Regions from separate parts of the Mus musculus genome. Here regions 2, 3, 4, 5, 6 and 7 are each linked to region 1. The links are chromatin contacts, called in public ChIA-PET, Hi-C and promoter capture Hi-C maps. All regions are on one chromosome and are shown on one strand. The core of a region is the stretch at or near the end of the contact, and the rest is flanking DNA. Distances in the headings are between cores, read along the strand shown. Region 1 holds the start of Nepro (nucleolus and neural progenitor protein). Region 2 holds the start of Btla (B and T lymphocyte associated). Region 3 overlaps Sidt1 (SID1 transmembrane family, member 1). Region 4 overlaps Atg3 (autophagy related 3). Region 5 overlaps Sidt1 (SID1 transmembrane family, member 1). Region 6 overlaps Spice1 (spindle and centriole associated protein 1). Region 7 has its middle 23 kb from the start of Ccdc80.

Region 1 (3,212 bases), core at 481-2,980:
TCTCTCTATTCTTCATTATGACCGTGAATCTTCCTTTAGGAAAACACAGACCTCTCATTCTTTCGTTCCTTATCTCTATCATTGCATCACAAATATATCTCTGTCTACAGCTGCCTTATCTTTTCTTTCTGGCTCATAATACAGCTTTTTTAATGTTCAAGTGGATTATTTTACTTAAACACTTGAGTCTATCTCTCCTTGTCTCTGAACAGGGGGAGATATTGCAGGATGCTATTGTAGTGACTTTGAACATGGAGGATGTGGACATGTGCCAAAGAATGCAGCAACCACTAAAAGTCTGGAAAAGTCAAGGAAACTCTTCTTTAAAGCCCTCAGAAGGAAACAGCCCATTAAACAGCTAATTTTAGCTCAGTAAGACTGAACTGGGGCTAGGAAGGCGTTTCAGAGGGTTGGGATGGAGAAGGGATGCCTCTGGGGACTGATCACCAAACACTGAGTTCCAGGATCAGCGGGAGAGCCTGACTCAGAAGCAAAGGTGGGTAGTGGTAAAGGAAGACCCTGACCACTACCCTTAGCCTCCAACGTGCACACACGACACATCTCCAACTAAAATATCTTCTGTCTTCCACAAGTCCAGAAACATTATGTTGATTCTGTTAAGTCTGTGGTAATATGTTACAGCCCAAATAGGAAACTAACACACAGGTAATTTGGTAGTGCATTAGAGGGGCATTTAAGTCGTTATGGTGTGAGGATAGTTTACGAAGTGTTATTAAAGATAGTGATCCCAGAGCTGACTGAAGAAGTGAGATTGTTTCAAAATGGTTCAAATGAAAGAGCAATTAAGCTGGGCAGTGGTGGCACACGCCTTTAATCCCAGCACTTGGGAGGCAGAGGCAGGAGGATTTCTGAGTTCAAGGCCAGCCTGGTCTACAGAGTGAGTTCCAGGACAGCTAGGGCTATACAGAGAAACCCTGTCTCGAAAAACCCAAAAAAACAGAAAAAAAAAAAAAACAAAAAAACAAAAACAAAAACGAGCAATTATCTGTAAGGAACACACAGGACAGAGAGCATCTCAGTAGGGCAAGATTACTTGCGTTAAATACGTCTAGTAAGAGTAAAAATTTGTACAGCAGGCACTGTTCTAAGAAGTCTTTACCCCCAAGCACACTGAGGTCTGAAGAAATTACCTTTTTGGGATAATATATGGTAATCCGCAGACATAATGAAGCAACTTGGCAGTCTCACTTAATGCCCACCAACTGCTCCTCTCCACCCTGCGAAAGAAACCTTATGAACAGAAGCAAGAAGGCCCCAAGGACTTAAAACGAACAATCACCAGTAATCAGTGATCAGAACCAGCAGAGCCTGGAATATTTTGTCGGAGAAAATGACGGTGATAATGGGTGGTCAAGACAACCTCTGGGTTTTTTGTAATTATTGAAGTTGAGCTATATCCAAGCTATATAGTTTTCCTTGACTACTCCAAATAAATCGTGACTACGTGACGAATGTCACATTTGCTGATATGATGCGAGTTCTTCTTTTCAAAATATCCGAGTAAGAGTTAAAAGGCTGGGCCTCACTCGGATCCATCAGTAAAATGCATAGCTTCGAAGTTGCTCTAAAAATGTAGGAGCCTCAGAATACTCTAACACGTTTCTCCTTTCCCAGCGGGTCTAACGGGCCGTGACTCCGCCCCGGGGCGGGCCCCACACCTCCGGCCCGCCCCGCTCCGCCCTCGTCCCCTCCCTCCCTCCCTCTCCTGCCCAGGCCGCTCAACTCGCTCACGCTCCGCTCGGCCTTCCCCGGCCCTCCCACGCCGCTCGAGATGGCCGCTGCGGTGCGGCCGGGTGCGGAGCCGTGGAACCGCGTGAGGATCCCCCAGGCGGGGAACTGCAGCACGCTGACCGTGCGGGACCCCAGCGCCACCCTGGGTGAGTGTGGCCGGCAAGGAAGTCCTAGCGTGTCTCCGGGAACCGGCGGGCGGGCTCACGTGGGACGGGGTGGGACTTCCTGAGCGCGGGGCACGCCGGGAAGGGGAGCGCCAGGCGGAAGGTCCGGCCTGGATAGTGTGGCATGAGGATTGCTGGCAAGCGCCTGGGCTTCGCCGTGACTGTGCTGGAACAGGAGAGCACGACTAGTCCCGGCCCTGCATGTGTAGCCCCCAAACGCTGCCTGGGTCCTGTGCTGTCCCCAAGGATCGGGGCTGTCACCCAAGTACCGTACGCCGGGGCTTCGGACCTCCGGCTTGTCTCTAAAATACAAGAGCTCGTTTTCCCCTTACTGGGCGAGGGAGTTACTCTGGTCTCTCGGTTCTTCTCAAGTGGGGAAAAATGAGATAGTTAGAGCAGTTTGTTTAGAAAACAGGGACTCGCAAAGAGATGTGTGTGGGGGTGGGGTCTGTGTTGTGAGTTTTAATTTAGTTTGTTAGTATATATGCTGTGGAGGTGTTAACCATATAAGAGGGATCGGGCGATTTGATTTACCCGCTCCCAAATCACGGGCCGGCTCTCGTTTGGAACGTTCTTCCCATGATCCTTTAGAAAAGCCTATTGGGTGGGTGGGACGAAAAGATGGGCCCATGCGTATGGCCAAGCCGAAATGAGGATTCTCAGGATTCACGTGGTAAAAAGCGAGAACCAACTTCTGCAAGTAATATGTTCTACATCTCCCCCTGGATTTAATGCTGTGCTACAACCCCGACCCCCCCAAAACGTAATAAAATATTCAAACCTAAATATTATAATGAGGTGGGGGTCTTTCGAATTGTGAGTTAATACCTGGGTTGCCTTAGTTTTTTGTTGTTGTTTTTGTTTTTTGAGACTGAGTTTTCTGTGTAGCCCTGGCTTTCCTGGAACTCACTCTGTAGACCAGGCTGGCCTTGAACTTAGAAGTCCCCCTGCCTCTGCCTCCCCAGTGCTGGGATTAAAGGTGTGCGCCAGAGCGAGAGCAGCCTACCTAAGCTTGAAGGATGTTTAATCACGAAGGGACATTCAGCTACCGGGAGACACAGCTACGAAATACTGTAGTTTTCACGGTTACATCCAACTTTTTGTTTTTGAAGCTGCTTTTGGTCCTATGACTGTCAGTTACTTTTTGTTATTTCTAAGACAGGTTTTACCCCAGTCAAAAATGGGGATAAAAAATAGTACCAGCTTCTTGGCCATATTGGGGAAATGAAAAGGTTGATACCACGAAGCATTTGTAACAGTGCCTGGTTTGACAGTCAAATGACCGTAGCTGTCATT
Region 2 (3,212 bases), core at 303-2,802, 500 kb after region 1:
AAGGGGCAGAATCATTGAGAAAGATGTCTGACCCCTGCATATATCCAGCAGAAAGCACACAGCATGTTCATACACCTACATAAACATTTACATACACCCACACACACCGAAAGAAGGAAGAAGAGGAGGAGGAAGAGGAGGGGGAGGGGGAGGAGGAGAGAGAACAAGAACCACTAGAGAACTATGATGGTCTGGAGTTGACAGAGTTTATTTGTGGTTTGGATGATATCTCGAGCTTTAGGATGGGTGGTGATTCAAGGCTTTTCTTCGAAACCTCTTAGGCTATTTTAGAGGTACATTGAGCCTTGTTTCTACTGCCAACAGGAGTTTTGCACCCCATTCTGAGCAAGGAAGGGGGATGAGTTGTATAAAATGAACCATAAGCAGGGTGCTTCCTTGGTCAACAGTGCAGATTCTAGGAGCTCTGCAGACTACCTGTATCATCTGGCGTACCAGGGGTGCGTGAGCATCAGCATGGATTGGCTGAGTTCCTTAAATTCTGGAGCGGCGTTCACTCATGTTGGTATTCCAGCCACTGTGGCTTATCTGGACAAATATGCAATAGGTACCCTAAATGGAGTTTGGCCTTGGAAGGGTACCATTAGCCTCTGAGGGAAAGATTTCTCAATTTCATTCAATGAGTTAAACTGCACAGGTGCCACCTCTCCATTTGGAATTACCAAATTCCTGTTGTTATAAGCTAGTGATTGAACGTGGGCTGCGTGCCCACAGCCCCTCAGCAACCCTGAGCTATCCAATTTTGAACTTTTTCCATTTCTTACTTTACTGCTTCATCTCGACAACAACCACATAAAGCATGCGGAAAATGAAAGTTTCCTCTAATTGGCACTCAAGTGCTCATTTTGCTTAGAACTTTAATATTTAGGAAGATCGTGTAGCTAGTACTAACGGCAAGCATGTATTCCGTTGATAGGCATCTACAGACTGAAGAAGGAGGCCCTTCCCTCTTCTGTTGATGAAATGCACCCTGTCAGTCATTTTCTCCATAACGTCAGATAAGTCTTCATTGGTTTCATGACAAGGAACATTCTCATCTTACTGTGCCTTTATGGGAGCATGGGGGGAGGGTTGTAAGATACATTACACTGATGAAGTATCATAATCACAAACTATAAAAAGGGGAAATATATGCTTACCATAGGTACTTTTTGTATGAATTTCCTGACCCTGATTTGATCAGAATCTAAACCTAAAGACTGTAACAATTTAGATCTTTTTTTTTTTAAGTTTAATTGTTCACTTTGAGAAAAACCTCAAGGTTATGCAAGAATGGTGGCAGAGCGGAAGCAAGGAGCCAGCTGCTTTGCACATCAGAGGGCTTGAAAGAGAACAGCAGGTCGGATCAGAAACAAAACCACAGCAGGGCCTCTTGCTCTCACAAATCCTTCGGACTACTCACACTGTCCTCTCCCACCAGGTCTCCTGATTTGATTTAAATTAATTAATTTATTTTGGCCTAAGATGCTGCTAGTGTGAATAACGTGACCCAGCTCTGAAGATCTCTAGGGAGGAAGAGGAAGTTTGCCCTTACCTGACACGTGCTGGGAATGAAGACAGTGCCTGCCATGCTTGGGACTCCTCGGTTATTTAGGGAATTCTTCATCCTCCATCTGGGCCTCTGGAGCATCCTTTGTGAGAAAGCTACTAAGAGGAATGGTAAGGGACCTACTAAGAAAGCTGGTTTTCTTCCTCGGGGTTCCTGTCAGTGATAGTTGAGCTTGCTCTGTGGAGAGGGATGTTCATGTCCAGGGCATATATAGCTCAGAGTGATGAGTCCCTTTTGCTTCTTGAAAACGCTCCAGGATGTGAGTGAAGTTAGGACATGCTACTCACCTGGCTACAGAGCAAAAACTGATCCATAGCTGGAGCTAAGTTTCCTAAAACCAGGTCCTGATGGTAAGTGAAGAGATTTGAGCAGATGTTATAAATGTGTCAGTACAGATTTGTCACTATTACAAAACTCTCTGTGGCTGCCATGCTAACAGAAAAGACTTGTTACGTTCATGTCTTGGTATCAGATGTCAGCAGGATGTTGTAGTGCTTACTGGGGTGGGAAAGCTTTTGGATACTTGTGGTTATAGCTGTGGCCATGGTTACACTCAAATAATGTTCAATCTAAATAGACTGCCTCCTTCTTTCTGTGGGGTATACTATGAGAATACTGTGGGGTGTACTATGAGAGTACTAAGCAGGCTTCTCGATGTGAGGCTGAAGAGTAAATCATGAGTGTCGCTTTAGTTTGTCTGGACAGGATGATTTGTGAATGGTCGCCAACTGAAAATAGGAAACAATTCTCCATAGTTTATGAAGACAAGGTCTGTAATGCTTGGGATCCTTGGGTTATTTATCTTCCACCATCACACGTGTAGCAACTGGGCACATTCGTGTTGGATTGAAAAATAGAACCACTGAGGTCCTGTGGAATGTCATCTTGAAATCTGGAACTGTGAGGTTTAGGATTCAATGATCTGATGTCACAAGACCACCTAGCCAAGAGCAGAGTAGAACTTCTTCTTAGTCATTCAAGCCCTTGTTTATTATTACCCACCTCTGAAAGACAAGAGGAGTCAAATATTAATTCTATTTAATTCTAAGGGACCTCTTGCAGACTGGACTCTGTGAAACAAAGGAAATATTTTTAATTTTATAGCACAATTGGGGTTGTAATTCGCATTATATTCTTCTACCCAGTATGTTATAATCTGGTATTTATTACGCACAGAAACTTGGTTATCAGGTGGGAGTATTTATTCCCTCTGCTACTTACATTATGAACTCAGTTAAGTTTCTTCTCCTTTCTTAGTTTTCCTTTCTTCATTAAAAAATATATAATTATACCTAGCAGTTGGCCTTTTCTTATACCTATAGTGCCTAGCTATGGTAAGTAGATGCAATTAAAGCTTGATAAATGTTAATGGTGACCTTTGCCAATAGTTTTTTCCTTCAGTACCTTTGATAAAATCCAATTAAATGAGAACTTAGGTTTAACATTAAAACCTTAAGTAGATCTAGTTTTAAAAATCGCCAAATGCTATAGATATTTAGTTATGAAGTAAGATTATAATGCAGGCATACATTGTAGAATGTTTAAATCAATTGAGCTAACTTGCCTATGACCTTACATACTTATCATTTTAAATTTACCAGATCTTAATTTTAAAATAATTAGCTGTAGTCACTGTGTTTTGACT
Region 3 (3,212 bases), core at 331-2,830, 470 kb before region 1:
TTTTCCTACCCAAACTTGAAAGGCCGAGATCGTCATATTTCTTGATGTGGAAATCCTTCTGATTATATGATTATTAATTGGGCTCTTACTGAATTCTTGTGTGCCAGGGCAGAATACAGCATCAGATCTGAGCACAGAACCATATAAAGCCAAGGCCAAGGATGCAGATGATGTAAGTGGCCTTTCAGTTGGTTACTTTCCAAGGTCAATGGCCAGGAAACCAAGGCAGTGCTGGGACCCCACACTCTTAGGCTTAGTAAAGAAATGGATAATATGAGGACTACAGGGGAGAATGTTAAAGAAGCATTCCAACCATCAAACAGTGACTACAGTTTAATAATGTTTCTGCTATAAAAATGTACACAGGTGATAATGTAGAAAGTGACAGTTCCAATTGTTCTGGGTAGTTTTTTTTTTTTATCAACTTGGCACAAGCTTGGTCATCTGGGAAGAGGGAATGTCACCTGCAAAAATGGCTCCATAATTGCACGTCTCTGAGGGCATTTTCTTGATTATTGATAGATATGGTAGGACACAGCACACTGTGGGTGGTGCCTCCCCTGGGCTGGTGGTCCTGGGTTGTGTAAGAAAACAGGCTGAGCAAGCCATGAGGAGCGAGCCAGTGAGCAGCACCCCTCCATAGTCTTTGCTTCAGTTCCTGCCTTGAGGTCCTGCTTTGACTTCACTCAGTGGCTGACTGTGATTGGTAGTGTAAGGCAAATCAGCCCTTGCCCACACACGTGGCATTTGGTCTAAGTGTCCTGTCACAGCAACAGTAAATAAGCTATGACATCAATGAATGTGATCAGAAGGGATGATCTGCTCAGAGCCATGCCAGTTCACACCTGCTGTCTTGGTGAAACGATTACTAGTGTGAAATTTCATTTTCACAATGGCATCTGTTTAGATTATCTACAAAGGCATTCTGCTTTGATTTTCCTCACAGTAATCATTTCTATTTAAATGTCTGGTGTATTCCATGTGATGTCCGTCAAGGATAGGGCAAAATTCCATGTGGACAGCTGACCCGTGACTACTTAGAGAAGGAGGATCAGTTTCCTCCAGGGAGGAGTTCCCATATAATTTTTCCAATCCCAAGTGATCAGTCCTGAACATGTGTACATATATGGGCAATACTAAGTAGTCTTGGTGGGTTGCATATACATGTGTATGTATGTATATAGCTATTTTTATATGTAACAATAATAATTGAAGAGGTCATAAATTTGGAAAGGAAGAGGAAGTGTCGGGTGTAATGTAGATATAGTAGTCATTGGCAAAGTTCTAGAAAAGGAAATAAGACTAAAACGTATATACCATGTTAAAAATTTGGGGTGCATGTATGTGTGTGTATATATACTTCCTTTATCTTCTTTACAGACTAGCAAGTATTTAATTTATAAAAATAGGACCGCTTTTTAAAATCTTTTTTAAAAGCGTAAGCAATATGATTCCCTACTGACTGGAAGGCAGCCAGCTCAGGCCATCTGGTCCTTTGGAATTCTGGAGGTTTGAGTCACTGCCCGAAGCCTGGCCCTCCCACTGTTCCTCCATTTTCTGAGAGATGGCCAAGGAACACAGGGACATGCACGTACCATATACAGAGGTCTGCTGCATTGCTGGATACAGTCCGTGTAGAACACCATAGCAGCCCGCCGGAAGATTCCCAGATCTGTGTTGACACAATCACACCATGAGAACACACAGAGGAAATACATACACTGGGAAATGACCTGAGACTGGGGTCCAGGAGGATGCCATCGGCACTCTATTAAAGCCATTAGAATGCTTTGCACCTGACAGGTGTCCTATCAGGTATAAGTATATGATGTAGAAAATTATGTTGTTTTGGCGGGTGTACCATGCACATGCGTTATATGGCAGAAAGGCTGCCAAGGAACATGAATGGCAGACAGCAGACACCTTTCTGGTTCCTTCAGCTACGCTTCCATTGTTTACGGGTCACTCTGGTGGGGTTTCCTATCAGGAGAGATGTCATGGGATCCTCAAATCTACCTTCAATTACTTGTTCTCCATACTGGGAATGGAGATCTATCTTGTAAGGGTTCCAATCTACACTTCTCAACTTAGTGATGAGTTACTGAGTTCTGAACCAAGAGGTACTGGGCTGTACTAAGAATGGTTAGAAAGAACTACTAGGTAATGGAAGTTAAGATAGGGTGAGAAAAGCAGGAAAGGGTTTTTAAATGTAGTCCCACGTAAGTCATGTTTGGAATGGAAGGCATTCGGTGTGAGAGCTCTAGCTGCTCCCCTCAGAGTCAAGGTCAGAGGAGGCTGTCTTCCAGTGAGCTATTCATGTCCTGACCTCAAAGGTAAGATTGAGTGTACCCAGAGCCAGCACTGCTGAGAGTGGACCACAGTTCCTCTGGGGACTGAATTTAACAAAGAGCAAGGAACCTGGCTATACAAGAGACAAGAAGTGATGCACCCCAGCGTGGGTTGGGATGCAGAGTGGCTTCCAAGCCTTTCTCTAGACCATCCTCCCATGCAGGCTGCCTGACTTAGAAAGGAAAGAGGGGGCAGAGCTGGCAGACAGCAAGCTGGGTCTATGAACAGTTTAGACCCCCTACAAAGGGAGGAAGAACATTACCTGTGTCAGACACATCTGAATCAGCGGGAAGCAGAGAAGAAATAAGAGAGAGAAATGATCTGTAAGAAGGAAGCCAAATAGGTAAGCCGCCACTCGATTTATTCAGTTTCCCTTAAAACAATGGCTTTTACCTCCTATTTGTAAAGGTGATGTTTGTTCCCCACCCCTATGGAGGGCATGGACTCTGCCTGTCTCAGATTCTCAGCTCTTCCCTAAAGAATAAACCGAGGGCCTTTTCTCTTCCAATCTTGCCCTTGCTGTCAGACACCCATTTGCTCTCCTGAACTACCCACAAGGTCTAATTTGTAGGGTCTGAGGACAAGGGACACAGCAGTAAACAGGACAAATGGCTCTGTGGTTTTATGTCCACTCATTGCCGCTATTGACTCTTCTACCTACATGTTTTCCTGAGGACTAAAGAGAAATGAACATGTAGTTAGGAAGTAAAGTTTTTGAGGAAATGGGTGGAGAGGCTGGGGATAGCTGAACCAATGTTAATGTGACGTGTGTGTGTGTGTTTGTGTACTTAAAATGGGACCTCACTATGTAGCCAAGCTGACCTTGTGCTCACCATTCTTCTCCTTCCACCTTCCAATTGCTG
Region 4 (3,212 bases), core at 381-2,880, 460 kb after region 1:
GTGTTAAAAGAGAAAGATGACGTAAGAGAATAATTTATCTTAGGGAGTACCATTTCTATATTTTGCTAAGTTAGTCAAGGAATATACTTTGAGAATATATCTGCAATGAAGGGAGTAAACAAAGGTCTTGAGAAGGGAACATGTATGACTTATATAAAGTATTCTATAGCTAGAGAATAAGAAGAAGATAGTGGAGTCAGACAAGTAACTGGGAGCCAAATGGTATAGTGTCCTAACTAGAGAGAAGTCACTGAAGCAGTTTTCTAGGTAAAATGAGTTAACATTTGAACAGAATCGCTGTGACTGTAAATTTGTGGTTGTGTTAGTCAAAATTCTATAGAGTAACAGAACATATAGAATGAGTATGTATGTCTGTCTGACTATCTATCTATCGATCTATAATATAAAGGGCATTTATTAGAATAACTTACAGGGTGGTTCACCTAATACAACAATGGCTGTCTATGAACAGAAGGTCCAAGAATCCAGTAGTTGTTCAGTCCGTGAGGACACATGTCTCTGCTAATCTTCAGTGCATACCAGAATCTTGAGAGAAGTAGTATCTAATGCCAGTGACGAAATGGGCTTGCAAATAAGGGTGAGAGTAAGCAAACAAAAAGGAGTGTCCTTCTTCCCTGTCCTTTATCTAGGCTGCTAGCAGAAGGTATGACCCAGATTAAAGGTGCATCTTCTCACCTCAGAGATCTGTATTAGAAGTGGGTCTTCCCTGTCAAATAATAGGAAAAATCTCTCACAGGTGTGTCTAGCCATTTCATTTTTAGTTAATTCCATATTTAATCAAGTTGAAAACCAAGAATAGAAGAATAGTGAGAGGAAAAAGAAAATAGGAAACTTTTTATAACATATACTAAATAAAATAAAAATGCAAAATAATAGTAGCTTGGGCTAGGATAATAACATTGGTAGCAGTGAGAAAAATAATAATGTAAATATTTTGAGGGTAGGGTGAAAGCAATTTGATGCTGGATTAGATGTGAAATGTGAAAGGCAGGGTAGACAAATGTGACCTGAATGTCTGGAGAAATGCCATTAACTGAGAGTAATTACCTTGAAAGGAGTCAGGTCAGTTTTAGATATATGATTTGTAATTCCCCTTAGTCATATAGTAGTGTTGCAAAATAAAGTTTGTGTCCATGTTACACACCCTAACCCTAATGATGATTTCTGAGTACAAGGCCAGCCTGGTCTATATAGTTAGTTCCAGAACAGCCAGAGCTACACAGAGAAACCCTGTCTCAAACAAAACAAAACAAAACAAAACAAAACAAAACAAAACAACAACAAAACCCACACAATGGATGTGATGAGTTTATCTTTAATGGCAATGTATTTGAAAAGACAATGTCCCAGGCTTGAAATCTTTCCTACTTCTGTTACTAAAACATTGTTTAGTAAATTGCTGGGCTTTTTTGTTTTGTTTTGTTTTGTTTTTAAGTAGATGCAATAAAAGAAGCAGAGTAGAAAATACTGAAGAAGCAGCATCAGGAAAGTTAGGAGAAAGGCAATACAAAATAATGTGAAAGGCAAGGAAAGAAAGTGTCTGACTGTGATAAGTTATGTTGGTTTATAAGCGGCCTCTGAGTTCACGAAGGTGGAAACTAGTCATATAGACTTGGGCATAGTAAAACCGAAACCACTTTTAACTTTAAAGAATGCAGTGTAGGTGGTCAGCTGTGGTGTTACCTTATAACACGACTTCAGGGGTCTCAGTACCTGCCATCAGCTGTCTTGAAAATATTAAATATGAAATTAATTCCAGAAATATGATAGTTTAAGTTTTGAATTGCAGGTTTTCTAAGTAAAACGATGGCATCTTATGCTGAGCAATGTCTTTCATCCATGATACCTAAATCATCCCTTTGTCCAGCATATCTGTGCTGCATGCTATGTGGCTTCCATTGTAAGCACCTCAGTGATATCATGGCCATTATCAGTCACCACAGTGCTTGTGTTCAAGTAAGGCTTATTTTATTTTACTTAATAATGGCCTCGAAGGGCACTTGATGCCACTTGGGTATGTCTGAGAGAGTCTGGGAAGTATTTAAGTGAGAAGGTGAAAGCCCATGATGTGGTCAGAATAGAAAATTTTATACCGGGGGTGTAGGTTCTATGGTGAGAACAAAGCTGTTTATTAAATTTCAAGAAGAAAAAAGATCATGCTACTTGGTGATAATATATCAAACTAAAAAGATTAAAGTCTTGATACATTATAACTCAGTTAACTTTTTTCTTTTTCTTTTTTCTGTAAGAATATGAAGAGAGTGGATTGTTGGAAACAGATGAGGTTTGTAAATTTGATGTATTTTTAAGATAGTTCTTATGAGTGAACTTGGGTGTTAGTGTTTTCAATAATGGCAATAGTCTTACAGAACAATTTTTACTGGCTCTAAGTTTTTGTCATTGTTGTGTGACAGGCTACCCTAGACACAAGGAAAATAGTGGAAGCCTGCAAAGCTAAGGCTGACGCTGGAGGTGAAGATGCTATTTTACAAACAAGAACATACGACCTGTACATCACTTACGACAAATATTACCAGACACCACGGCTATGGTTGTTTGGCTATGATGAGGTAAAGTAGAAAGAAATAGAAAGTAAAGACTTTAAACTGGTGGATTTAATTCAATTTCTTTATTTGATCCATGAGTATATATGGTCTTTTAAATTTTTGAAGTCATTTTTTACAGTTCTATTATTATTGAACTTGATTTGCATTTAGAATAAACTATTCAGTGTGACAGTGCTAGGGATTAAATACAAATACTATGTTGTATACTGACTCCTGAGTCTTTTCCTCTAAGCTTATTGCTTCAAAATTCAAGAAGTTCAACTCTGTATAACTCCTTATATTTTGTCAGAATCCATCTGTGGAGTATATAAACATTTACAAACAGATTATGTCCTATAGTATTTCCCTTACCAATTTTTATTCTGCTGATATTGGATTACAGAATAATTGAAGTTAGATCAACTCATTTAACTTGCCATTTTATGACTTCATAAAAGGAAGTAAAAAATGAAATGGGCTTAAGGGATAAATTCTTAAAATTTGAAAATGTTTGGCATCTATAAACTTACTTACTTGTGCCATATTTTCAACATTAACGATGGCTCCTGTTATAGAGCCCAAGTGTTCAGGATCCTTTCTCAAACAATCTGGCAATTCTGAATAATCTGGAATCGTAAATTCCAA
Region 5 (3,212 bases), core at 221-2,720, 440 kb before region 1:
CTTGAACTAGAGATTGTCTTCCTTCTCACCCAGCATAGCTAGGATTTCAGACTCTTTCATCGACTGTGTGTCTTCTAATTCCAAAAGGCCTAAAAACTGTCTTTTATGACATACTGGTTTTCTTTTAATGCAAGATCCACTGTCTTCATTTGCACACTTAACATCTCCTGTAACTGAATCCTTTTGTCCCCTTTATGGCAAATTTCGTGTCTGATGCTTCCCCATAGTTAGTTTCGAAATACACATTTGTGGGAGCTATAGGGAGTGAGGCTGGACCTCCCTCGGGGTGCTGTCATGTCTGGAGGCACACTCTGCTCACCTTCCCCCAGTGGTATTTATTCTCATCAACGGATCAGTGTGTTTTGTTTCTCCGCTGCATATTTATTATTTTTCTCTCTTGACTTAGTAATTTATGAAGCTACACTGTCAGGCCACACAACCACTGTACCCTGTTCCTTGTCAGAATCCCCCTCCTCAACTTAGCAGTCATGGGTGATTATTTTTCTTTGCATTAAATTTAGGGTCTGGCCCATGCTAGAAAACTGGTCTATCACTGAGATTTAGCCACAGACTTCTTTTCCCTTCTTGGAGATGGGGTTTCTCTGTGTAGCCCGGGCTGTCCTGGAACTTGCTCTGTCAACCAGGCTGGCCTCGGACTCACAGAGATCGGTCTGCTTCTGCCTCCCAAGTGCTGGGATTAAAGGCATGTGCAACCACTGCCTGGAGACTTCTTTTGAAATCTGGAGGCAGGGCTGCCCAGGCTAAGACTCACTCTGTAGCACAGGTAGGCCTTGAACTTTCAATCCCTTTGATCAGCCTCTGAAGTAGCTGTGAGTACAGACCTTGCTCTACTGACCATTCTTAACCTGAGCCAATGTTAGCTGTGATGTTTGCAAATGATTTTTCAATCCCGGCACTTCCTCTGTGTTTATCAGTGAGCTTTTGGCCCGCTATGGGGGAGATATACTCATTTGAATGTCCATGTTGCTGGCAACATCTTACTGATGGGGAGCTGTTGTTCTAAATTTGTTGGGTTCACTGGATATATATTTGTGGTTATTTAGATCTTTCCTCTGAGATTTTTATGTCTTCATATATTTCCATTTTTCCAAATGGCCTACAATGCATATTTCCCAATTAGTTTGTTGCTTCAATCCACCCAGGCTTGGAAAGTGGTGGATCCGGTTCTTATTTATTTTTTTAGTTGTGCTGAAGCTCAGACCCAAGACTTACACTCACTAGGGAAGCACTTCCCACGGAGTCATATCCCCAGGCCTTGGCCTTCTGGGACAAGCTTTCCATTCTGTAGCTCAGGCTGGCCCTGAACTCTCTATGTAATTAGTTCCTGTAGACTCTAAATTTGCTAATCTCCCCCCTCCCCCATCCTGAGTGCTGGGATTACAGGCACACCCCAGGTGGGGAGCAGGTTGGAGGCAACTTTTATAAGAGTGCGGAAAAAGAGTTGTTTCCTGGACTGAGAGATGGGCCTTTGTTATGCCAAGGAAGCAGCCAAGAGTGCTGCTCAGAGTTGGTGTGTGGCTTACAGTCTCAGAGCTCTCTGTTGTCTTTGTACACTTTGTCTCCTGTTTAAGATGAGAGGGGGAAACTCTATTTGTTTACTGTAAGCCTCCCGTCAGCCTTTTGTAGTTGTTTCTCAGAAAGCATAACAAAACCAGAATTCTCAAAGCTCAGCCCCGCAGAGAGAAGCAGAGAGTGTTATAAAATGTTATTTATTTACTTATGTTTAAAACCGTGTGTGTGTGGGGGGGGGGTAGCCTCCCTTTTCCCTGAAGGAATATTTTATTGGGAGATTGGTGCACCTGGTAATATGTATCAAAGCACATCGCTCCAGCTACGGACTATACCTCAAGATTTATTTTAAGCATTCGATTAACTTTTCGACAGAATGCTTCAGTTTGTTTTCAGACTCCGTGCTGGAAAGAGCTGGCGGTTCCCTTCAGTCTGTGGGATCTACAGAGAGGATTCTCAGGTACAAACTCAGACAAGTCACCTCACTGTTGTGTTTTCACAGTGAAAACTCTACCAGCATGCTATGTGGGACATTGACTTCAGATCTGCAAGTGAGCCAAACGTTCTTTCACTCCACATAAGAAAAACCTGCAGTCCAAGTACAGAAGAAAAAGCAGTTTGCCCAAGACCACACTTAGTGGGCCAGTCAGTGTGCTCCAAAGCCCATGCTCTGAACACCACACAGAGAGGCAAAGGGGAGGAAGAACCTGTGCACCTACCTCACATGATGGACAAGCACAACGAGCAGGCATCCCAAGTAGAAGGACAAGAAAACGAATATGCTGAAAAGACTAGATTTCACATATACAGATTCTGAGGAGAGAGAAACAGCTTTGGTCAGCTTGTCCTTGGAAATAGGAGGACTGTGTTGGGGACAGCACCGCTTATAAGATCGATCAGCTTCCATCACATCCATTCTTAAATCCCAATAATATGTCACTGGAGCTGAGCACTGTGGGAGGCCACTGGGATGCTACCCACAAGTAGCTTTGTAGTGACGACCTGAAAAGATCACTATCTACAACTCTAGAGTTGAGTCCCCTCCCTCCTCTCCTTGCCTCTATCTCTCTTTTCCATTATTTCTCTTTCCCCCACTTCTTCTTTCTCTTCCCCTTTCCTTCTCTCTAGTTCTCCTTCCTTATTCCCTCCACCCCCATCTTTCTGGGCTGTTGGGCCTCATACAAGTTAGGCAAGCACTCCACCACCAACAGGCACGCTAGCTTGTTTCTCTTCAAGAAGATCTGATCCTATCTGTACATTAAATACACTTGAGTATTTTTATGATGGCTCCCCTTGAGAGGGAGACATTAGCATTTAATGACACGATAGAGCTCCCCACACAGGACTCTCTCCACCACACTCCAAAGCCAAAACCAACCTTTGATGGATGGGACAATGGTCACTTTCAGGTTCTTTGATCGTTGTAGATTCCAGGTCTGGTTTTCATTTTCTGGTTAAAAAACAAAAACCAAAGCAAAAACAAAAACAAAAAAACAAAAACCAACAACAACAACAACAAAAAACCCAAAACAATAACACAAACAAACAAGACACAGAACACAATGGATCAGATACTAGACTCTCACCCTCCATTCTGAACAGTTGTATTATACAATGTCTTCTACAGAGTCCGCTCTGACTGATGTAGAAGAACTGGAGGAAGAGCCAACATCTAACGTGTC
Region 6 (3,212 bases), core at 483-2,982, 360 kb before region 1:
TGTCTTACTTAGTACAGTGATCTTTGGCCTCATGAACAATCTACTCCGAGGAATGTGACGGAGACTCAGTAGGAGAAGGCAAAGTGGTGGCTTTACTTGAGGTCTGACTGTAATTAATACCCAGTGTCAACAGATTAGTAAGATTATTCCTCTACTTTCTGCCTTTGTCAGTTTCTACTGTAGCCATAGCCATGTTGATTTATTATATATTTATTATATATATCCATTATAAGTTACGCTTCCTAAGCTCTTAATTATATGGACTTGGAAGATATTTCACCAAAGGTAGAAATTTGGTTCATAAGACAGTATAATATGTATTTTAATAACCCTCGAAGCATCATACAGGTTTTCAGTGTATCCACACACTAGGACATCCCTGTAGGGTGGAGGTGGTGATTAGATTCTATTGATATGCCAGTGTATCTTGAAAGTCAGTAGTTAGAAATAAATTTACCTTTTTAATGTCTAGGTTTGGATGTAGATTTGCCATAATTTATTATTGTTCTATTTGTGGACACTTAGCTTCTGGGAATAAAAGAACTCAATATAGTAACTTAAACAAAACACAGATTTAGTTCTCTCATGGAGAGCTCAGAGGTAGCTGGTAGAGGGTCCCGCAGTTCTTCAGCATCCTGAACACAGGGTGGCTGCTACAGTGTCCTTCAGTTGTTTGCAGGGCAACAGCAAGTGGAAGTAGAGAGTGTCTGCTACTCCTTTTATGCCAGCCATTGGCACTGTGTGCTGTTCTCCAGGACACTATTGCTTGGAGGCTCCTGTATTCAAAGATGGGTTGGAACTTGAGCTGCTTCCTTGATTAAAATGCAGGAGTCGGCTCAGGCATTGTGGCCCATGCCTTTAGTCCCAGCACTCATCACCAGGAGGCAGAGGCAGGTCGGTCTCTGTGAGTTTGAGGCCAGCCTGGTCTACAAAGCAAGTTCCAGGACATCCAGGGCTGTTACAGAAAAAAAACCTGTGTCAAAAACTCACCACAACCACCACCACCACCGCCACCAGGAACTTAGGAGTTGCTATTAAAGGGCAGTATTAGGGATAAGTAGTAGTGTGTGCCACTCAGATTGCATCTTATCTTGGCATGATAAATAATCCAGCAGATAGTCTTCATTGTGTTTTTGGGTACAGGCTTGTTTGTTGGGTTAATTATTAACAGAAGCACTAAGTCAAGGGCTGGTGCTTTAGCTCAGTGTTAGAGCACTTACCTAGGGTGTTTCAGGGTTTACTCTCAAGTACTGGGGGAAGGAAGAAAAGAAAACTAAGGATCAAAGAGCATGCGCATATTTTGTTTCAGTCACTAAATTTTTCTGTGCTTGTGTTGTCTGTATTTAATGGATATGATAGGACGGTAGGCATATCCCTGATACAAAGGCATGGTTGTTACCATGTTAGAAAAATAACACAGCTTATTTTCTATTGATAATTTGAAGAATTTACTACTTTTTGTTTTTAAGGCATTACCCTGTTAGGGTTTCATTGATGTGAAGAGACACCATGACCAAGGCAACTCTTAAAAGGGACAACATTCAATTGGGTCTGGCTTGCAGGTTAGGTTCAGAGGTTCAGTCCATTATCAAGGTGGGGCAGGGCAGCATCTATCTAGGCAAGCATGGTGTTGGAGGAGTTGAGAATTCTACATCATCATCTGAAGGCTGCTAGAAGACTGTCTCCCACGTGGTTAGGAGATGGGTCTCATTGCTCACTCCCCACAATGACACACTTCCTCCAACAAGATCGCACCTACTCCATCAAGACCACACCTCCTACTAGTGCCACTCCCTGGGCAAAGCATAGACAAACCACCACACACCCTCTGTCAAAGTAAAGTCATGGAGCTGACAGAGCAGTTAAGTGGAAAAACAATCTTATTAACAACTACATGCCCGGTGTCAACTATAATCAGGTCTCAAGTAAAACCCATGCTGTGCGCCATTGACGTCGCAGGAAACTAACTAAAGTGGTTAGAGTTTATTTACTATTTCTAGTGTGGGCCCTAAGCCCAGTATTCTGTACGGTGTGTGCTCTTGGCCTTTGCAGTTCTAAAGTTACTCTATGGAAGGTACAAATGGCAATCTCATTAACTGACCTAGCCGGCCGGCCCACTTGGCCATGGCAGAAAGGATAGCAGAAGAATGCTACTCACTTATATTTCTGTATTGTAAAATAGTAATTGCCATGTGATGTGATTTTCTCTATTACAGAGAAATTCCACTCAGCGTGTTTGATATTAGATGCTTTATTGATTTGAGTCAGGGTTAGAAAAGGAGCTGCCTTGATTTTAAGATTCCTTTCAGCTCAAGAATGCCATCTGGTGGCAGTAGGCAGAGTTGACTCATCTGTAGCATATGGCTTTGGGTTTTGTTGTTGTTGTTGTTGTTGTTGTTTGTATTTATTTATTTATTTAGGTATTTATTTCATTTACATTTCTAATGCTACCCCAAAAGTCCCCTACCCTCTCCCTCACCCACTCCCCCACCCACCCACTCCCACTTCTTGGCCCTGACATTCCCCTGTACTGAGGCAGATAAAGTTTGCACGACCAATGGGCCTCTCTTTCCACTGATGGCCGACTAGGCCATCTTCTGATACATATGCAGCTAGAGACATGAGCTCTGGTGGGGTACTGGGTAGTTCATATTGTTCCACCTATAGGGTTGAAGATCCCTTTAGCTCCTTGGTTACTTTCTCTAGCTCCTCCATTGGGGGCCCTGTGGTCCATCCACTAGCTGACTGTGAGCATCCACTTCTGTGTTTGCTAGGCCCCGGCATAGTCTCACAAGAGAGAGCTATATCTGGGTCCTTTCAGCAAAATCTTGCTAGTGTATGCAATGGTGTCAGCATTTGGATGCTGATTATGGGGTGGATCCCTGGATATGGCAGTCTCTACATGGTCCATCCTTTCGTCTCAGCTCCAAACTGTGTCTCTGTAACTCCTTCCATGGGTGTTTTGTTCCCAATTATAAGAAGGGGCAAAATGTCCACACTTTGGTCTTCATTCTTCTTGAGCATGTGTTTAGCAAATTGTATCTTATATCTTGGGTATTCTAAGTTTCTGGGCTAATATCCACTTATCAGTGAGTACATATTGTGTGAGTTCTTTTGTGATTGGGTTACCTCAAGATCCATCCATTTGCCTAGGAATTTCATAAATTCATTCTTTTTCATAGCTGAGTAGTACTCCATTGTGTAGATGTACC
Region 7 (3,212 bases), core at 242-2,741, 350 kb after region 1:
GTTCTCTACCAGTATTTATTACTGTGTTTATGAAAGGGCTTACCAAGTGCATACTCCTTAGGAGGGTCTCAGGAAAGCAGAAAGGTGACCTAGACAACTAGCCGAGCCATGGCTGCCCATGAAGGTGGGAGACAGGAAAAAGAGGCACTGTAACCTCTTCTTCCAGGTGAAGATACCAGCACGAGCCTTGAGGGAAGGCTGGGAAAGGGATTGGAAATTTGGAAGAGGTCAAGAGTGGCTCAGTTCAAAGTGTGCTCAAGGGAGACTCTAAAGCAGCAGACACCTTTGACCTGGGTCTGGATAATCAGGGCCCCAGTGGAATTGAAATCTGCAAAGAGAAAAGGTGATGGGAACATTAAAGGAGCACACGGAGCCATTGTCCACCTCACAGCACTCTGGCATGCATAGAGTGAAACCACGGATATCAGAGGACAAACAGCAATGGCAGGTAGTGTACCTAGGCTATGCTGCACGAGGCTCTGATAGCAGCAGCTGGCTCTCAAAGTTTAGGGACAAACTCCAGAGGAGCTTGAGTGCTGGGTTACAGAGTGTGAGCTGTTTCCAGTAGCTGAGAGCTATAATGGAGACTGAGCACAATAGCCCAACTGACATGGTGGGTTAGGAAGAGAACCCTACACCTGGGTGCTGGAGGGGCTGCTATGGCTCCCATGGTAACCCTGATGAAGAGTTTTCAGACAGGGCTGTACCTTGGTCCTCCTGTGAGCCAGGGTCAGAACCTCCCACCGTTGCAGTGGTCTAGGAAACATGGAGAACTTTTGAATTCAAGAGCACTGAGGCATGGAACAAACAAACTCCCTCTTCCAAATACTACGGAACTCATAAGATGGACGCAAATAACTCAATTCCTTGGTGAAAATCAGTGAGTCTTCACAGCCTCAGCACAGTTTGCTTTATCTGTAGTTTCAGATCAGAAAAATAGAGAAGAGAGAAAAAACAGTTTGTCTAAACACTAATCTGCTATGACTCAAAACCCCAATGAGTGCAAGCCAGACTCTACTTTCCACCCACTCAGGGCTGGGCCTTTCACATTTGGTAACAGCTGACCAGAGCATCTTCATGTAATATTGGCACTCTCGAAACTCCCAAGGGCTGGACTGAAAAAGCTGATCCAGACCCTGTCCTCATCCAGAACCAGAAAAGCTGTGGGGAGATGAGTGGCAGCTGGTGAGCCAATGGGCGAGTAGCTGATGGAGTGGAAGCTTCAGCTATGACTCACGGAGATGCAGAACAAGGCCAAGTTGCCCTGCCCAGCTGTTCTAGAGCTTCAAAACTAAATAGAGGAAAACCAGATGTTCACTTTTTTCAAAAATGAAATACCGACTACAAATGCAAAATGTAATTTTACTACCCAAATGCATACCACAGAGTACTTGCAGAATCAGAACAGACTTTTGCTAGCCTTCACGGGGTGTCTAGGGGACAAATATAGAGAAAGGACTGCATATTTCTCATCTCCTTTAGACTTCGTGCTACACTCCAGGGAGTATGAGACACTGTCTCGGTATGCCCACAGGGCAGCAATTAGCTTGTGTTTCATCTATTTAGAGTTGGGAGCAAACATAGGAACAACCTGCCTATTCCCAAGGCAAAGGATACTGGTTAAACAAGAGCAAGATAGGTAGTTAAGGACTTCGCCCTATGACCTCAAAGAAAGGTTATCCCATCAAAAAAATCAAAACCAAAACCAAATGAAAAACTCATCTGGCACGAATTTGCCAACATAGAGAAAAGCACCAGGAAACCAATCAGATACATAAGCTTTAGAAACATACCAAGCATGGGGTTTAAAATTGTTTCCATTAAAGTAAGCAGCTGGCTTTTGGGGCTCCCTTTCAGGTATGAATGTTATAATGGAGGCTGCCAGAGGCTAAGCCCTCTCTCCCAATGATGAATAAGTGACTAAGGAGCATGTACCTCCAGGCCAAGATCTGAGTTCATGAATTCTATAAATGATAAAGAAGATGCTAGAAAGGTCCAGGGGTGCAACGGACCACCCCAGCCAGGTATGGGGGTTCCTGGGATGTGGGTTCTTGAGGTCAGGTGGGTAAGGATTGGGTGGTGACAAACAGAAACAAACACAGAGGCAGAATACATACCACGAATGCATACCACACCCCATACTAGCCTTCACAGAGTGTCTGGGGTACAAATATAGAGAAAAGGCTGCATATTTCTCATCTCCTTTAGACTTCGTGCTACATTCCAGGGATTATGAGACACTGTCTTGGTATGCCCAGAGGGCAGCAATTAGCTTGTGTTTCATCTGTTTAGAGTCAGGAGCAAACATAGGAACAACCTGCCTCTTCCCAAGGCAAAGGAACCTGAGTGTGTTTTGCAGCTCTCAAGCAAGGGTTTTATACATAAGAGAAACAGGTGCTACAGCTCTGAAGAGCTGTGTTCAGTGAAGCAGCGAAATAGAACAGAAATAACAATAATCATTTGGTACATCAAAATACAAAATCATCCAAGTCTTACAACTTCAAAAAAAAGGTGTTTTCAGTAAAACATCTAGGTAGAATGAATATTGTTATGATCATTTGGTACATCAAAATACAAAAATTATCTAAGGCTAGTGGCAAATTCCCAAGAACAAGCTAATGAATGTGTGTGATCAGTTACTGTTTGACATCAGCTCCTGTTTCTCTGTAAATCTTCAAAACATAAACTTATACTGTTTTAATTCTTTTTATTTAAGGTTTTCTTAAACAATATACCAAAACCTACTTCCGATGACACACGTGCAGCCATATAAAATATTATTGTTGGGAAAGTTTTTATCAATACTATCTGATACATGATTTATATTGTTTTCCCAGAGATGGGGTCATGTTTCGTGACTCCATTTCAAGGGATGGTTTTGTAGCCACGATACTCACTTAAGATCTTAGCCTAGGCTATCAGGAACATCTTGTATATAGGAAAAGGAATAGAAAACATAAAACAGATAAGTAGCCAAGAGAACTACAGCTCAATAGGTTTTTTTTTTTTCCCAGTGAAGAGTTCCACAACCCACTCCAGGAGGCCTCCCTCTTTTGAGGTCAAATGCCTCAGCCTGTGGAACTTGTCACACAGATCCTTACTGGAGGTAGTGTGACACAGGGTCACTTCTTGGTTTCTAGGGACTGCCTTTAGGACCTGTACCTTGGCTCTGTCTTACCTGAACTGCATCCAAAGTCCTCAACTCTATTATG

Evidence for each region. Promoter capture Hi-C pulls out the DNA fragments that hold promoters and counts their contacts. Hi-C and Micro-C count contacts between places; a contact is called where the count stands out from the background. ChIA-PET counts read pairs in DNA pulled down with a chosen protein or histone mark.
Region 2: a promoter capture Hi-C map of liver shows a contact between it and region 1, with 3 times the contacts expected there. The contact joins the promoter of Btla here to the promoter of Nepro in region 1. A contact is called at or near these places in 1 of 39 promoter capture datasets (liver), 3 of 115 datasets of contacts at active chromatin or transcription factors (bone marrow-derived macrophages and memory CD8 T cells) and 2 of 9 other capture datasets (adipose tissue and liver).
Region 3: a contact with region 1 is called in a Hi-C map of cerebellum, with 2.9 times the contacts expected there. The contact joins the enhancer-like site here to the promoter of Nepro in region 1. A contact is called at or near these places in 19 of 39 promoter capture datasets (the 3T3-L1 cell line, 3T3-L1-derived adipocytes, the C10 cell line and 13 more), 36 of 484 Hi-C or Micro-C datasets (B cells, the Ba/F3 cell line, the C2C12 cell line and 25 more) and 18 of 115 datasets of contacts at active chromatin or transcription factors (the 230-238 cell line, astrocytes, cardiomyocytes and 10 more).
Region 4: a contact with region 1 is called in an RNA polymerase II ChIA-PET map of memory CD8 T cells, with 24 read pairs. The contact joins the enhancer-like site here to the promoter of Nepro in region 1. A contact is called at or near these places in 11 of 39 promoter capture datasets (the C10 cell line, the HPC-7 cell line, cranial neural crest and 6 more), 4 of 484 Hi-C or Micro-C datasets (bone marrow-derived macrophages, cortical neurons, nephron progenitors and 1 more), 12 of 115 datasets of contacts at active chromatin or transcription factors (the SCID.adh cell line, acute myeloid leukemia, bone marrow-derived macrophages and 8 more) and 2 of 9 other capture datasets (adipose tissue and liver).
Region 5: a contact with region 1 is called in a promoter capture Hi-C map of embryonic stem cells. The contact joins the enhancer-like site here to the promoter of Nepro in region 1. A contact is called at or near these places in 13 of 39 promoter capture datasets (the 3T3-L1 cell line, 3T3-L1-derived adipocytes, cranial neural crest and 5 more), 1 of 484 Hi-C or Micro-C datasets (the G1E-ER4 cell line), 10 of 115 datasets of contacts at active chromatin or transcription factors (acute myeloid leukemia, embryonic limb bud, embryonic stem cells and 1 more) and 1 of 9 other capture datasets (embryonic stem cells).
Region 6: an RNA polymerase II ChIA-PET map of memory CD8 T cells shows a contact between it and region 1, with 90 read pairs. The contact joins the enhancer-like site here to the promoter of Nepro in region 1. A contact is called at or near these places in 7 of 39 promoter capture datasets (3T3-L1-derived adipocytes, the C10 cell line, cranial neural crest and 4 more), 9 of 484 Hi-C or Micro-C datasets (B cells, brain, cerebellar granule neurons and 6 more), 11 of 115 datasets of contacts at active chromatin or transcription factors (bone marrow-derived macrophages, cardiomyocytes, craniofacial prominence and 8 more) and 2 of 9 other capture datasets (adipose tissue and liver).
Region 7: a Hi-C map of bone marrow-derived macrophages shows a contact between it and region 1, with 21 read pairs. The contact joins the enhancer-like site here to the promoter of Nepro in region 1. A contact is called at or near these places in 15 of 39 promoter capture datasets (the C10 cell line, the HPC-7 cell line, HPC-7-derived erythroid cells and 11 more), 2 of 15 datasets of contacts at CTCF or cohesin (CD8 T cells and the NIH/3T3 cell line), 34 of 484 Hi-C or Micro-C datasets (CD4 T cells, CD8 T cells, DN3 thymocytes and 23 more), 33 of 115 datasets of contacts at active chromatin or transcription factors (the 230-238 cell line, CD8 T cells, the SCID.adh cell line and 22 more) and 3 of 9 other capture datasets (adipose tissue, liver and pancreatic islet).

What each region holds. Positions count from the first base shown.
Region 1 is chr16:44,722,571-44,725,782 of GRCm38.p6, forward strand. Nepro (nucleolus and neural progenitor protein) reads left to right here and starts at 1,731. Exons shown (of 9, transcript NM_145972.4): 1 at 1,731-1,898. The coding sequence starts at 1,793.
Region 2 is chr16:45,222,785-45,225,996 of GRCm38.p6, forward strand. It overlaps Btla (B and T lymphocyte associated), which reads left to right and starts at 1,553. Exons shown (of 6, transcript NM_001037719.2): 1 at 1,553-1,677. The coding sequence starts at 1,569.
Region 3 is chr16:44,253,356-44,256,567 of GRCm38.p6, forward strand. Sidt1 (SID1 transmembrane family, member 1) reads right to left here. Exons shown (of 25, transcript NM_198034.3): 20 at 1,596-1,672. Among named protein-coding and RNA genes, the nearest start is that of Sidt1, 78 kb to the right of the region's middle. Within about 2 kb of position 1,581, at least 25 of the 459 cell types and tissues checked have an H3K27ac peak or open chromatin away from gene starts, as enhancers often do. A contact at or near this core is called in cerebellar granule neurons, cerebellum, forebrain and 1 more, where this site is marked.
Region 4 is chr16:45,180,386-45,183,597 of GRCm38.p6, forward strand. It overlaps Atg3 (autophagy related 3), which reads left to right. Exons shown (of 12, transcript NM_026402.3): 8 at 2,271-2,305; 9 at 2,436-2,591. Among named protein-coding and RNA genes, the nearest start is that of Atg3, 23 kb to the left of the region's middle. Within about 2 kb of position 1,631, at least 3 of the 459 cell types and tissues checked have an H3K27ac peak or open chromatin away from gene starts, as enhancers often do. A contact at or near this core is called in memory CD8 T cells, where this site is marked.
Region 5 is chr16:44,279,546-44,282,757 of GRCm38.p6, forward strand. Sidt1 (SID1 transmembrane family, member 1) reads right to left here. Exons shown (of 25, transcript NM_198034.3): 8 at 2,909-2,980; 9 at 2,250-2,343. Among named protein-coding and RNA genes, the nearest start is that of Sidt1, 52 kb to the right of the region's middle. Within about 2 kb of position 1,471, at least 10 of the 459 cell types and tissues checked have an H3K27ac peak or open chromatin away from gene starts, as enhancers often do. A contact at or near this core is called in embryonic stem cells and stem cell-derived epiblast-like cells, where this site is marked.
Region 6 is chr16:44,360,374-44,363,585 of GRCm38.p6, forward strand. The region is part of intron 4 of Spice1 (spindle and centriole associated protein 1); the gene reads left to right. Among named protein-coding and RNA genes, the nearest start is that of Spice1, 15 kb to the left of the region's middle. Within about 2 kb of position 1,733, at least 14 of the 459 cell types and tissues checked have an H3K27ac peak or open chromatin away from gene starts, as enhancers often do. A contact at or near this core is called in memory CD8 T cells, where this site is marked.
Region 7 is chr16:45,069,395-45,072,606 of GRCm38.p6, forward strand. No RefSeq gene overlaps it. Among named protein-coding and RNA genes, the nearest start is that of Ccdc80, 23 kb to the right of the region's middle. Within about 2 kb of position 1,492, at least 72 of the 459 cell types and tissues checked have an H3K27ac peak or open chromatin away from gene starts, as enhancers often do. A contact at or near this core is called in the NIH/3T3 cell line, adipose tissue, bone marrow-derived macrophages and 2 more, where this site is marked.